4 separate regions of the Danio rerio genome follow, and regions 1, 2 and 4 are each linked to region 3. Evidence: chromatin contacts called from public HiCAR-type and HiChIP or PLAC-seq data. All regions are on one chromosome and are shown on one strand. Each heading gives the region's core, a stretch centred on a gene start, on an enhancer-like site or on the middle of the called end of the contact. The rest is flanking DNA. Distances are from core to core; before and after follow the strand shown.

The links. HiCAR-type assays count read pairs that join an accessible place to other places. HiChIP or PLAC-seq counts read pairs in DNA pulled down with a chosen protein or histone mark.
Region 1: an H3K4me3 HiChIP or PLAC-seq map of embryo shows a contact between it and region 3, with 2.5 times the contacts expected there. The contact joins the promoter of rxfp2l here to the promoter of ophn1 in region 3. A contact is called at or near these places in 2 of 18 Hi-C or Micro-C datasets (caudal fin and hematopoietic stem cells) and 2 of 4 datasets of contacts at active chromatin or transcription factors (caudal fin and embryo).
Region 2: an H3K4me3 HiChIP or PLAC-seq map of embryo shows a contact between it and region 3, with 3 times the contacts expected there. The contact joins the promoter of si:dkey-204l11.1 here to the promoter of ophn1 in region 3. A contact is called at or near these places in 1 of 18 Hi-C or Micro-C datasets (an unstated tissue) and 2 of 4 datasets of contacts at active chromatin or transcription factors (caudal fin and embryo).
Region 4: a contact with region 3 is called in a HiCAR-type map of caudal fin, with 4 times the contacts expected there. The contact joins the promoter of ar here to the promoter of ophn1 in region 3. A contact is called at or near these places in 2 of 4 datasets of contacts at active chromatin or transcription factors (caudal fin and pancreas).

What each region holds. Positions count from the first base shown.
Region 1 is chr5:36,577,704-36,580,403 of GRCz12tu, forward strand. It overlaps rxfp2l (relaxin family peptide receptor 2, like), which reads right to left and starts at 1,263. Exons shown (of 16, transcript XM_068221461.1): 1 at 1,181-1,263. The coding sequence starts at 1,235.
Region 2 is chr5:36,164,900-36,167,599 of GRCz12tu, forward strand. si:dkey-204l11.1 reads right to left here and starts at 1,251. Exons shown (of 7, transcript NM_001109739.1): 1 at 1,155-1,251. It also overlaps a transcript of ar not described here.
Region 3 is chr5:36,367,773-36,370,472 of GRCz12tu, forward strand. ophn1 (oligophrenin 1) reads right to left here and starts at 1,294. Exons shown (of 25, transcript XM_073952371.1): 1 at 1,082-1,294; 2 at 788-971. The coding sequence starts at 941. It overlaps yipf6 (Yip1 domain family, member 6), which reads left to right and starts at 2,258. Exons shown (of 7, transcript NM_001002096.1): 1 at 2,258-2,505. The coding sequence starts at 2,440.
Region 4 is chr5:36,185,235-36,187,934 of GRCz12tu, forward strand. It overlaps ar (androgen receptor), which reads left to right and starts at 1,361. Exons shown (of 8, transcript NM_001083123.1): 1 at 1,361-2,700. The coding sequence starts at 1,723.

The sequences.
Region 1 (2,700 bases), core at 13-2,512, 210 kb after region 3:
TGTATTTATGCATACCGGCTATCTGGGAAAAATAAACAATAATTCACTAATTAAGAACCAAACACTGCAAGCCAGCAAAAGGATCTCATCTGCATGAGGTGAGAGTATCATAATAGGATGCTTGCATCCCCCAATCCCACAGGGAAGAGTGAACTTTTGATTCATACTTGCGTGTCTCTGTGAACAAAAACATAATAGATTATGAATCACTAGAGATGCCACAGGTCATCTCTCAGAGCATAAAAACCTGAGAATCTCTTGACAGGTGAATAAATACAGCCTTGCTTTCCAACGCCTTGGGGGATTTTTCAGTGTGTGAGTCGGTGTTCTTGCATTTGTACATGTGTGTGTGAGTGTGTGTGTGTCTGTGTGTGAGCTTGCATTAATCAATCTTCAGACTTCTCAATAATTTACCACAACCATACTCTCTCTGTCTCTTTCTTTCTGACAAACACACACACACACACATTTTGCATGTCTTAGGAGACGCTTATATACTCCACCAAATGATCTAATCCAGGCTAGGTAACACATATAAAAACATTATAGAATATTTAAGCAGGGTATCTGAAAAACACCGTCAAGATTCAAATACTGTATCATTCAATTAAACAATCCTTAACAAAAACTACAACTAAATTTAGCTAAACTGCATGACCTTAAAAGTAATTTCTGCTGACTACCCACTCAAAGAAGACAACCAGTATTTCACATCATCTTAGCTGCGTTACACCAGCCTAATACTGACAGGCATTATTATAACCCCTTTAATTATATTAATTTAAAGGTCTGATCCTGACAGGCACATCCAATTCCCTGAAACACATTTGCATAGGCAAAAGCTCATTATCACATTTAAATTCATGCGGTCACATTTATGAAACCATTTAAAGCATGGGCTACTCATACAGTTAAAGCTTCTTTTAAAAGTGCTATCCATTAACTAAAAGGTAAACAATTCATTCTCTCATTCATCAGCAGATGTATTATTTTATCCATTCTTTGAGCAGCTTTACAATGTTTCCACCACAAACATCACTAAGACAGCAAGAGAGGAAAAGTAGCAAATTGAGCTTAAAGTATCTCCTGAGACCACCAACTGCCGTACATTTACCTGTATTTAATGACATGCAGTTACAGATGAAGAGATGAGGTAAGAAAATGCAGAAGAGGGTCTTACCTGAGAGAAAAGCAAGGGAAAAGGAAAGAGAGGAGAGGAAGAGAGGAGGAAGCATGATGCGTGATGCTCTGAGAGACTCAAGTGAGGGTGCTTCTCCTAAGCTGCTAGTTTCTCATCTGAGCAACACAGAGAAAGAGAGAGAGCGAGTCACATCTACATCGCTCAGATTGGACATGGCTCAACTCACTGGCAAACCAGCAACATGATAAGACAACACTAACACGTGTGTGCTTGCGTAAATAAAACCACAAGCTGTCTATTATTTAAGGGATCCTGTTGCTACTGTCCTGTGAAGACGTGGTAAGACAGGAAGGCTTATTGAGATTGATATTGGCTATAGAAATGTGTGTCTGTGAAAGTTAAAAACAATTACAAAACACACATATTGTTTGAAGTCAAATATGTGCCATGTGGTGATAATCTGAGCGGACCTCATTTAAGATGCTTCAGGAGTGACTGGAATTTTGTCTTATTCTCTCAGCTTTCAGCTTTACATGGCAAAAAACAACAACAACAACACATAATTAAACTGCCAAAGATAGTTGGGTTTTTTGTTGCATACTGAAATTTGTGCATACCCAATTGTTTTGTTTGCCAAATTTAAACAATTAAACAATACAACTACTGGTAACATCTGAGATTCTCTCTCGATCAAAGTCAGACTTTTAATCTTATAAGTCAGTATACTAAATATATTTACTAAAAAATAGATCAAATATGTTTTAAAATTATAATAATATATATAAAAAACAACTTATTATTATGGGTACTAATTAGACCTTATATTACAGTATAAGGTGCCCCAAGTCCAAAATTTGGCTGCTTAGTTTTCCCATTATGACATCATAAATTGGGAAAATATCCAATAGAAGATGGCTCTAAATTTTTCTTTTGAATTATTTAAATGGACAACTTCTGACTGAAGAAATGAGCTTGATAGTTTGTTATTTGTCTATAGGCTATTTTTTATTTAACATACCTGTCTGAATAGATACCTAATTGTTTTTTTTTTTTTGTTTTTTTTAATGATGAATGATAATTAATTAGCATTTTTAAAATAAGCATATTTTCACATTTCTTTGTTCAAAATGTTTAATTCAAAATTGTAATCTCATTACATTATTAATAAAACTGTAATAACTTTAAATGCACATTTGTAAATTAACACTTAGTGGTAAAGCACTTTGACAAAAATATTTTTGTTGCTTCAAAAAGTGTGGTTATGATGATCATCATATGACAAGCTAGTCTAGAAAATATTATTGCTTAAAATGTCACTAAAATACAGTATTTGAACCACATAACTTAATATAAAATGAAGTGAATACCTACAAAAAGATCTGTTTAAAAAAAAGAACCACCCCAATAGGCTGCCTATGGGCCTGTATTAGCCTATATTATGACATTAGATTATGGAAAACTCTTAATAATAAGGATAATAATGGGCAGCACGATGGTGCAGTAGGTAGCACAATCACTTCACAAGAATGTCGCTGGTTCGAGCACCAGCTGGGTTAGGT
Region 2 (2,700 bases), core at 1-2,500, 200 kb before region 3:
TTTATTATTTATATATACATTTGGAGGCAAATTGCACAATTTGATTGTTCAAATGAATATTAACAATCACTTAATGAAATACAGTAATAATTTGTAAAATATACAGACAGCAATACAGTATACCATTCAGTATGTTCTGAATAACTATCAATATTTGTTATACAGTAAATTTCTTTACCATCAGCTGCCACTTTTAAATCAGATTTTTGTACAGTGAAGTTCAGTTTTTGTCTTTGAATTTGAAAATAAAAAAAGAATTCAAACCCCAATTTAACCTACATAGCATTTACATTTTTGTATAATTTATATTTGTATAATTACTGAAACATATTGAACTACTATAGTTAATGGTAATAATACCTTTTAAATTCAAGGAACATTTTGTTCTAGGTTATTGTTTTAATACAGAATGGGATTTGGTTCATTCATTCATTTTTAGGAAACGTTAAATATTACACAATTGCTTAAACAGAATCTGCACAAATGTATAACTAATCAACTTAAAAAGTATTTCACAGCTACCTTGTGGGACTCTGAAAATAATCCAACAGAGGTTTAGATCATACTGTTTAAAAATATATATTCAAATAAAACAATTCTTTTTTTAATGTTTTTTGGCAATTTAGTGGAACAAACGATTTTAACGACGAGTTATAAATCACTCAGTTAAAACTATATAGATTTTAAATAATAGTAAATATTTGCAACTTTTTCATATCCTCAGATTTATGCATATTAAATAAACTGCTTGATATCGCTGTGTTATTAACTGAAAATAAAAGATAAAAGAAAAGAAAGCAGTCCTGCTTATTTCGTGGAATATAGGCAACACAGTATAGTCAGCTTCAGTGTGTAGTTACATTCGTTTCGATAATAAAGATTAATGTCCATTCGCGTTCATTCATTCTCAATCTGAGAACACGGAGAAACAGATCAAGAGAGAGCACACATTCAGGTGCCATCTAAAACAAAAATACCTCCGTTAAATGATCTGCTGGGAATAATCTTCCCGAGGCATAAAACAGAAGAAAGGTGCTCAAACTGAACTAAGTAGGGCGCACAGCTACGATTCAGAAGTAGAGAGCAGCGCACCGGCTACTAATCATCAATCTCCTGTAAACTCACGTATTAGGGACACTTTCATCCGCACTTACATTGTAGCAGGGGCAACTCTCGGCAGTCACTTAATTCTCTGTCCCATTAAAGTAAACGTCTCCTGTGGCTTTGGGTAAATTCGGTCCAATTTAGCTTGTGGTTGAAGCTGTTGACTGGCACATTTGCCCTGTGAGCTACCGTGCGCTGCGGCTCGGGGACAGACAGGAGGCATGTCAAGACATGTTCACACTAATGTGACTCTCAAACAAGCTGCCGTTTAAGGAGAATTAGGATGCGCCTACACCATCTCAAAGTCATCTCATTGAGAAATGCGATTGAATGGAAATTGCTATATAACGGCATTTCAGTTATCTGAATCTAAAACAGAACGATACCTGTTTGATATCTTGTGGCACATCAACTCAACCACAGACATTCTGTATATAAATGTAAAGTACATCTTTAAAAAAAACGAAAAAAAATATCTAGAACTGATTAAGATTAATTATTTTTTTCCAAATGAAAACGTTTAGAACTTTCACATGTACTGTTTTTACCGCAGTAACATCTTATGAACGCATGGTGGCGATAATGAACGCATTGACCTTTGAAGTGGCTTTGAATGACCTTACGTAACTAAAAAAAGATTTAAATTACATAACAATTCATTTTAGTTTACAACCTGACAATGCATCATATTCATTTCAGCTCATCTCATTGTGTAACAATCATTATGGTACTCTGCATTGTGTTGCATTGCATTATTAGAGAGCATTACCTTAAGTTGAACGCTGCAGCTCAGTAATCAGTTGGCCAGTAGCACAGCAAGTCATGTTTACTTTCATCTTCTGATCAATTTTCTCTGCAATTATCGCACACAAACTATTCTGAAATTGTTGAGCTAAGTGAAGAATGTTTTGTGCGAGCAATTGTGGTATACGTGTTGATGAAAAGATAACTGCAAAGACATGTATGTGTGTCTGAGAGAGGGAGAGAGAGTAGGAGGGCACTGTAGCCTTGCATAGCTTTCGTAGTGGATTTGGCAAAGGAAGAAATAACAGATAGGGAAAGTGGGAGAGAGTGCATGACAGAGTAGTTTTATATTTTGTCAGGGTTGTTGTGTCTGAACTTAGACCAGGTCAGAGACAGTGTTTTGGACAGGTTGTTTTGTCCCTTAACCAGTCTTAAGCAACTTAATTTACAGAACACCAGGATTTTATATTAACAGAAAGGTTTTACCAGTCAAACTGATAGTTTAGTCATTGTTGTTGTGCATTGTAAAAATATATAAATAAAGTTTTTCATATTTTGTGAACATTTTATATATTCATGATTTTGAATTGAATTATACATTGTATTGTACATTAATCTTTTTTCCAACAACTTTTTGTAAAACGTTGGAAAAAGTGAGTTTTTTTGGACAATTTACTAGTTTGAAGTGATATATTGCCTATGTTGCCTTTATAAATAACATTATAATAACCTGCAAATGCACTTACAATAATATTGTGTTGTTTTTCTGTCCTAATTTCTTATAATACAATACAAAAATTTAATACAATCTAATACAATTTTAATTTCAAACTTCTAAAATGTCATTAAGTC
Region 3 (2,700 bases), core at 44-2,543:
TGTGTCTTTAACTGCTTTATTGAGAAGAGATTGATCAAGTCTGGGATTTTGGAAACCTACCAATTGCGTTTTGTTGCTTCAAAACACTTTAAAGATAAGCCAAACAACAGAAGAGGAAAGAGGAAGAGAGACATAACAGCTTTTGTGGTTGGTGTGTGTGTGTGTGTGTGTGTGTGTGTGTGTGTGTGTGTGTGTGTGTGTGTAATGTCTGCTTCTCTGAATGCTGGTTTACCACCTCCATCTCTTTCTCTTGCTCTCTTTCTTTCTTTTACTCTCCTTTAACTCGAGGATGCACAGTGTCTTGTATGAGATCAGCATAGTGCTGCTAAGTGCTGATAGTGATAGCATCCGGCTTCATGATTCCTGGGCTCTCCTTCAACCCTCAATCATCTTGTTGATACTTTCACACCTCATCTCTAAACTTTCCAGTTCAATTCCGTTTACTAATCTGAAAAAATAAAGGTGCCTGGCAGCTATAAATAAATCAAGCGTCTCCTAAAAGCTCCTGCCAGCATCTCTAGTCCGCCCCGAGTGGGGGATCTTCCAAAAGCCGCGCACCATCTGCCAGATCACCCTCCCCTCCGCAATTCATAATCCCCCTTAAAACCGACCAGCGACCTGCAAGTGAAAGCCTAAAGACACAAACTTGATCAAAACACAAGCATTGGCTGTCCCTGCGTTTTCATTCGGTCATTTGATCGGTTTTTGCAAAGGCGGACACCTCCATCCATCCATCCGCCTCCCCCTGCGAAGAAGACCCTCATCATCATTGTCGCTGTGAGATTACCTTTAAACGTGTTGATCACATTGTTCCCGTCCTTGATGACATCCTTTAGGAACTTGTTGGTTTTCTCCAGCTCGTTTTCGTAGCATTTCAATCTCTCTCTGAAATCGGGGCTGTCGGAGTAACAGTCGCTGAACTCCAGTGCAGGATGAACCATTCTCAGTCTCAGTGAAGAATAACTCTTCTGCTGTCGGCAAAGTACACAAAACCACGACACACCTGCACTATGATCGCTCGCCTGTATTAATTAAAATTTCAGTTAACAGATTACAATAAAGTTCCCCATATTTGACATACTATGTGATGTGCAGTTGTGGAAAAAACAATAATCCAGCGCTGCGGTGGTGACGGTGTCCGGGTGCGCGCGCTTTTCCTATTAAAACTAATTCGGTCGCGCAAATGGAGTGGCAAAGTAAAACTTAAAAGCGCTGATAAAGAAACTATTTGTTTCTATACTTTTCCTTGTTTTGGGAGCGGAGGGACTGACGAACGCGGGCAGGGCTACATACTGAGTACACCCACATCATTGGACGGTAAATGTCACTGGCCGCTAAAACTGTATGTGAAACAACCGCAGTCTTCCTGTGTGGGGCGCGCGGGGGCTCACAAACGGAAATTCTCCATTGAGCTGCGTTCAAATCTAAACATGTCTTTTGTTTGAGTGCATACATCTATGCAGTGAAAATTATAATCATTCAAATCTATGAATTGTAATTAATGATTAAATAAAAAGAAATGAAAACGCACCTCTGACATTTGTAATAGATTTATAACTAACAATCGTAGGATCTGACACGCATGAGCGACGATGATTGGTTTATGGTAAGCAGCGCTGAGGAAAGTAACCTATACAACGTGAGATGCCACTGAAGTTCTACATCAGTCATTAGTTAAACTACAGCATTACACCTGGAAAATTGGCACTGACTAAATGCAATAGTTAAATATACAGGGAACATTTAAAATAAAATAAAAAGTGTTATTTAGATCTGTCGTGTTTTTTAATTGACGACAGCTTCCGGGCCACTAAGCCTCGCCTATTTTACACATCAAAATGGTGCTAGATGTCATGCTACCTGCAAACTGATTATTTCGAAATTCACACTGACTCCAACCCTTAAAGAGACAGGCACTGTTATGATTCACAATATAAATGCATTTACAAAAGGGCAAAATACCACTGATATAGCGTATATTCTGTTTATGTGCTGATAAAATATTTGTACTTAACAATAATAATAATAATAATAAACTAACCGACTTTAATACACTTCATACTAATCAGTTATCAAATCTTTTTAAAATTTAATTCGACTTTTAAACGTTAATTTTATTGATTATTATTATTATTATTATTATTATTATTATTATTATTATTATTATCTGTTAAGTGGCTCGTTGGCGTTTTTGACGTCACATGTTTGATGACGTATCCGTATCCGTGTAAAGATGGCGGAAGCGGAGGACTCAAACAAGCCTTTGGTAAGAGACAAAACATGCTTTAAACAACCTTTACACTTTTAAAACACGGTGTCAGCTTTTCCACCGATATTGTATTGTTGCCTGTATGGATACTGGCCTTAAATGGAAACTTGGAAATGTGTAAATCTGTCAATAAAGCTCTGCTGGGGTAATTCATGTTAGGCTAACTGCAGATGGTCGTTTCTCATCTCAACAGAACAGTGACTAGCCTAAACGAGTTGTTTGAACATCACGCACATGTACGTATTGACAGATTTGCTGCTTTCTGTGGAAAACGGGAGTTCTTGTCTCATCCTTTTGCGTTACAAAACTATGTAAACAGTGATAGGAGCATCTGCGTCTGCTGTCTGAAGCTGATGACGCGCGCCTGTTTCAATCTCTCTGTCTCTGTAAAGATTTCACATATTCTTCAATTCACTCTGCGAGTCTAAATA
Region 4 (2,700 bases), core at 111-2,610, 180 kb before region 3:
TGTTTGACATGAATTACGCCTTATGTTAAAGAGTGAGTAATCTGGAGAAAACTGATAACTGGGATTAATAATGAATAGCCTCTGACTGAGGACCATTGACATCCCCTTCTGGCGAAAAAAGTAATAAAGGTCACAGTAAGTTGCAGTGAATAAAATGGATATGAAGAGATGTCCTTGCCTTTGCAGTAATATAAGTTCTAGTATAATAATATTGCTTTCAGTAGAGCTAATAATGGCCTCATGTCTGGACGTGAATGAAAAAGCACCTCAGGAACTGACTTTTGCACTATACTGTTCAGTATAATGTCATTTTTGTCTGGGTGTTTTCTCACTTTCTGGAGCTTTGATGAAAAAGTTAGAGTAGTCTTTTTAGCAAAGCCAAGAGAGATCAAATATAAATAAGGTGATTTCATTAAGTAGAGTTTGTTTGTCTATCAGATTCAGACTTTTTCTCATTTCCTTTTATTGCCCAGTCAGTCATATTTCCCATATTTCACATTCCCATCTCAATCCAGAAATTCACATTCTGTCTAAAAAGGGCATTTGGCATTTTTTATTTAATTTTTTTTTAATTGATCTCATGTGTTAAGTTGATCTTAAATTCTGCAGTGTAATTAAATGGTCTATTAAATTTCACACACACAAAAGCATTTAATGTTTTTTCATATTTAATTTAAATGTCCAGGCAGTGCCATTTGCTCCAGTAAGGTTAAATCTGAGCATCTTCTTTGAAAAAAAAAAAGAAATAAAAAATATAATAATAGTCATTAACCTGTTTTGCTCCTCAGACAGGTTTAACAGTCCTAGTGTGCATTTAGTGTGCGCTCAGTAATAAATGTCACGAGAAACATTTCCACAGAACAAAGGCCCAGACCCTCATAAAGTGCGCACTGTGCACTCTCTCGTAGAGCAGTGGGGCTCATTGATTTTATTGTATTTTTCACCTTCTTTAAACCTATGATATTTATAGGCATCTGTTTTATTTTAATACTAAGTAAAAGTGAGTTGTGATCCCCCGCTCGTATTTGTAGTGCGCTTAGTCCTATTCGCCCGTCCTGGCGCCGTTCCTGTGCCTGTATAATTTAGTCCTGACAGTAAAAGCGCTCAAGGACTTTCCCGAGCGAACTCTCCGTGAAATTACTGCTTACACCGGCAAAACACCGTGACACAGCAAGCTCTCCCCGCATTACCTGCGTCCGAGCTCAGGAGAGTACCTGACACGGGAGAAAAGGGCCGTAACTGTACTTTAAAATAAAAGGATTGGTCGTTATGGTGCACCCAGGGTGCTACTGTACCAACCGCCGCCTCTTCTGGGACTGTCCTTTGCAAACAAAACGGCGCTAAATCTTATCGCGCGTTCTCAAGGTAGACGGAAAAGTACTCGAGCGGCGGATAGAAATTCCCACCTCCCATTGCCATTACATCTGCTCATTTATGGATAACACGCGTGCAAGTATGACTGGGACTGAATAAAGCCCCGAAGAACAAATCGCGTGCATTTTCGGAAAACTTTTCTCGTTGACGTCTATTAAGAGCCGCCTATGCGTCTCCGGCTGCGATTACATGCGCGTCCGTTTGATTATTTTTGCTTACACAGTGTCGCGCTGCGCAGCTCACTCGTGTCTGTCTGACTGGAACTTTTTCAAGGATTTCGTCGATGAACTTGTTGCGGTGAGTCCCCTTTAAACCCTCACGGCCTGTGTTGTACTCTGCTTTTAGACTATGGAGGTTCCGGTCGGGCTGGTGGAAGCCTGCGAGTCCCCAGACGCAGTTTTTCACGGACCTTACCAAAGCGTTTTTCAAAACGTGCGCGTCGCGAGAGCGAGCAACCCCGAGAGTTTGGATATTTCTAGCTCCAAGAAGTGCGGCTGCCTACAGGAGGGCTCGTCGAGGGAAATGCGCTTAAGTGAGCTGTCCTCATTCAGAAGAATAATATGCTGCCCCGAAAAAGAGTACGAGAGTGCGAGTTCGGTGATACAGGCGGCGGCGAGCCGAATTCATTTTCTCAAGAGTTCATCAGGAAGCAAAAGCGACTCGTCTCTGTCATCTAGCGGCTCGGGCCGCACAGACGCCACCGAAAGCAGCGGTAGTCGCGCAGGCTTCCTTCGGGTCGTCGAGAGTGGACAGAAGGGCTGCGGTGCTGTTGAAGTTCACACACGAGAGTTGGGCTCGGGCCGTGACGCAAGTGTGGCGAGTAGTAGTCGTGCGTGCACCACCGCCACCATCACCTCCAGCAGCAGCAGCAGCAGCACCACTACCAGCTGCACCATATCAGAGACAGCGCGAGAGTTGTGCAAAGCCGTGTCCGTATCTTTGGGCTTAGCTATGGAGTCCAGCGAACTGGGCGAGGTGGGACAGCACCATGCACCGCCGCCACCGCCCCTGACCACTGAAAGTAGTGAGGAGATCTATTTGTACGGAATGCCTTTGCTCGACTGCTCAGTGAGCGAACGAGAGGCAGGAAGGAAAGACCGAGAGTACGCTCTCGCGGCGGGACGAGACAGAGGCGAAGAGCTCCGAGGCAGGGACAAAGTGCTCGGGATGCTTAAAAGTGGCGACCTGGAACAGCTAGCTGGTGAGGTGACGACCTTGCAGTGCAGCAACGCTTCTCGAGCGAACTTGACCGCGGATGTGCATGAGTTCGGCAGCCTGTCCGGGGACATTGCCAACCTGAGTTCAGAAGGTACAGCAGCGCAGACA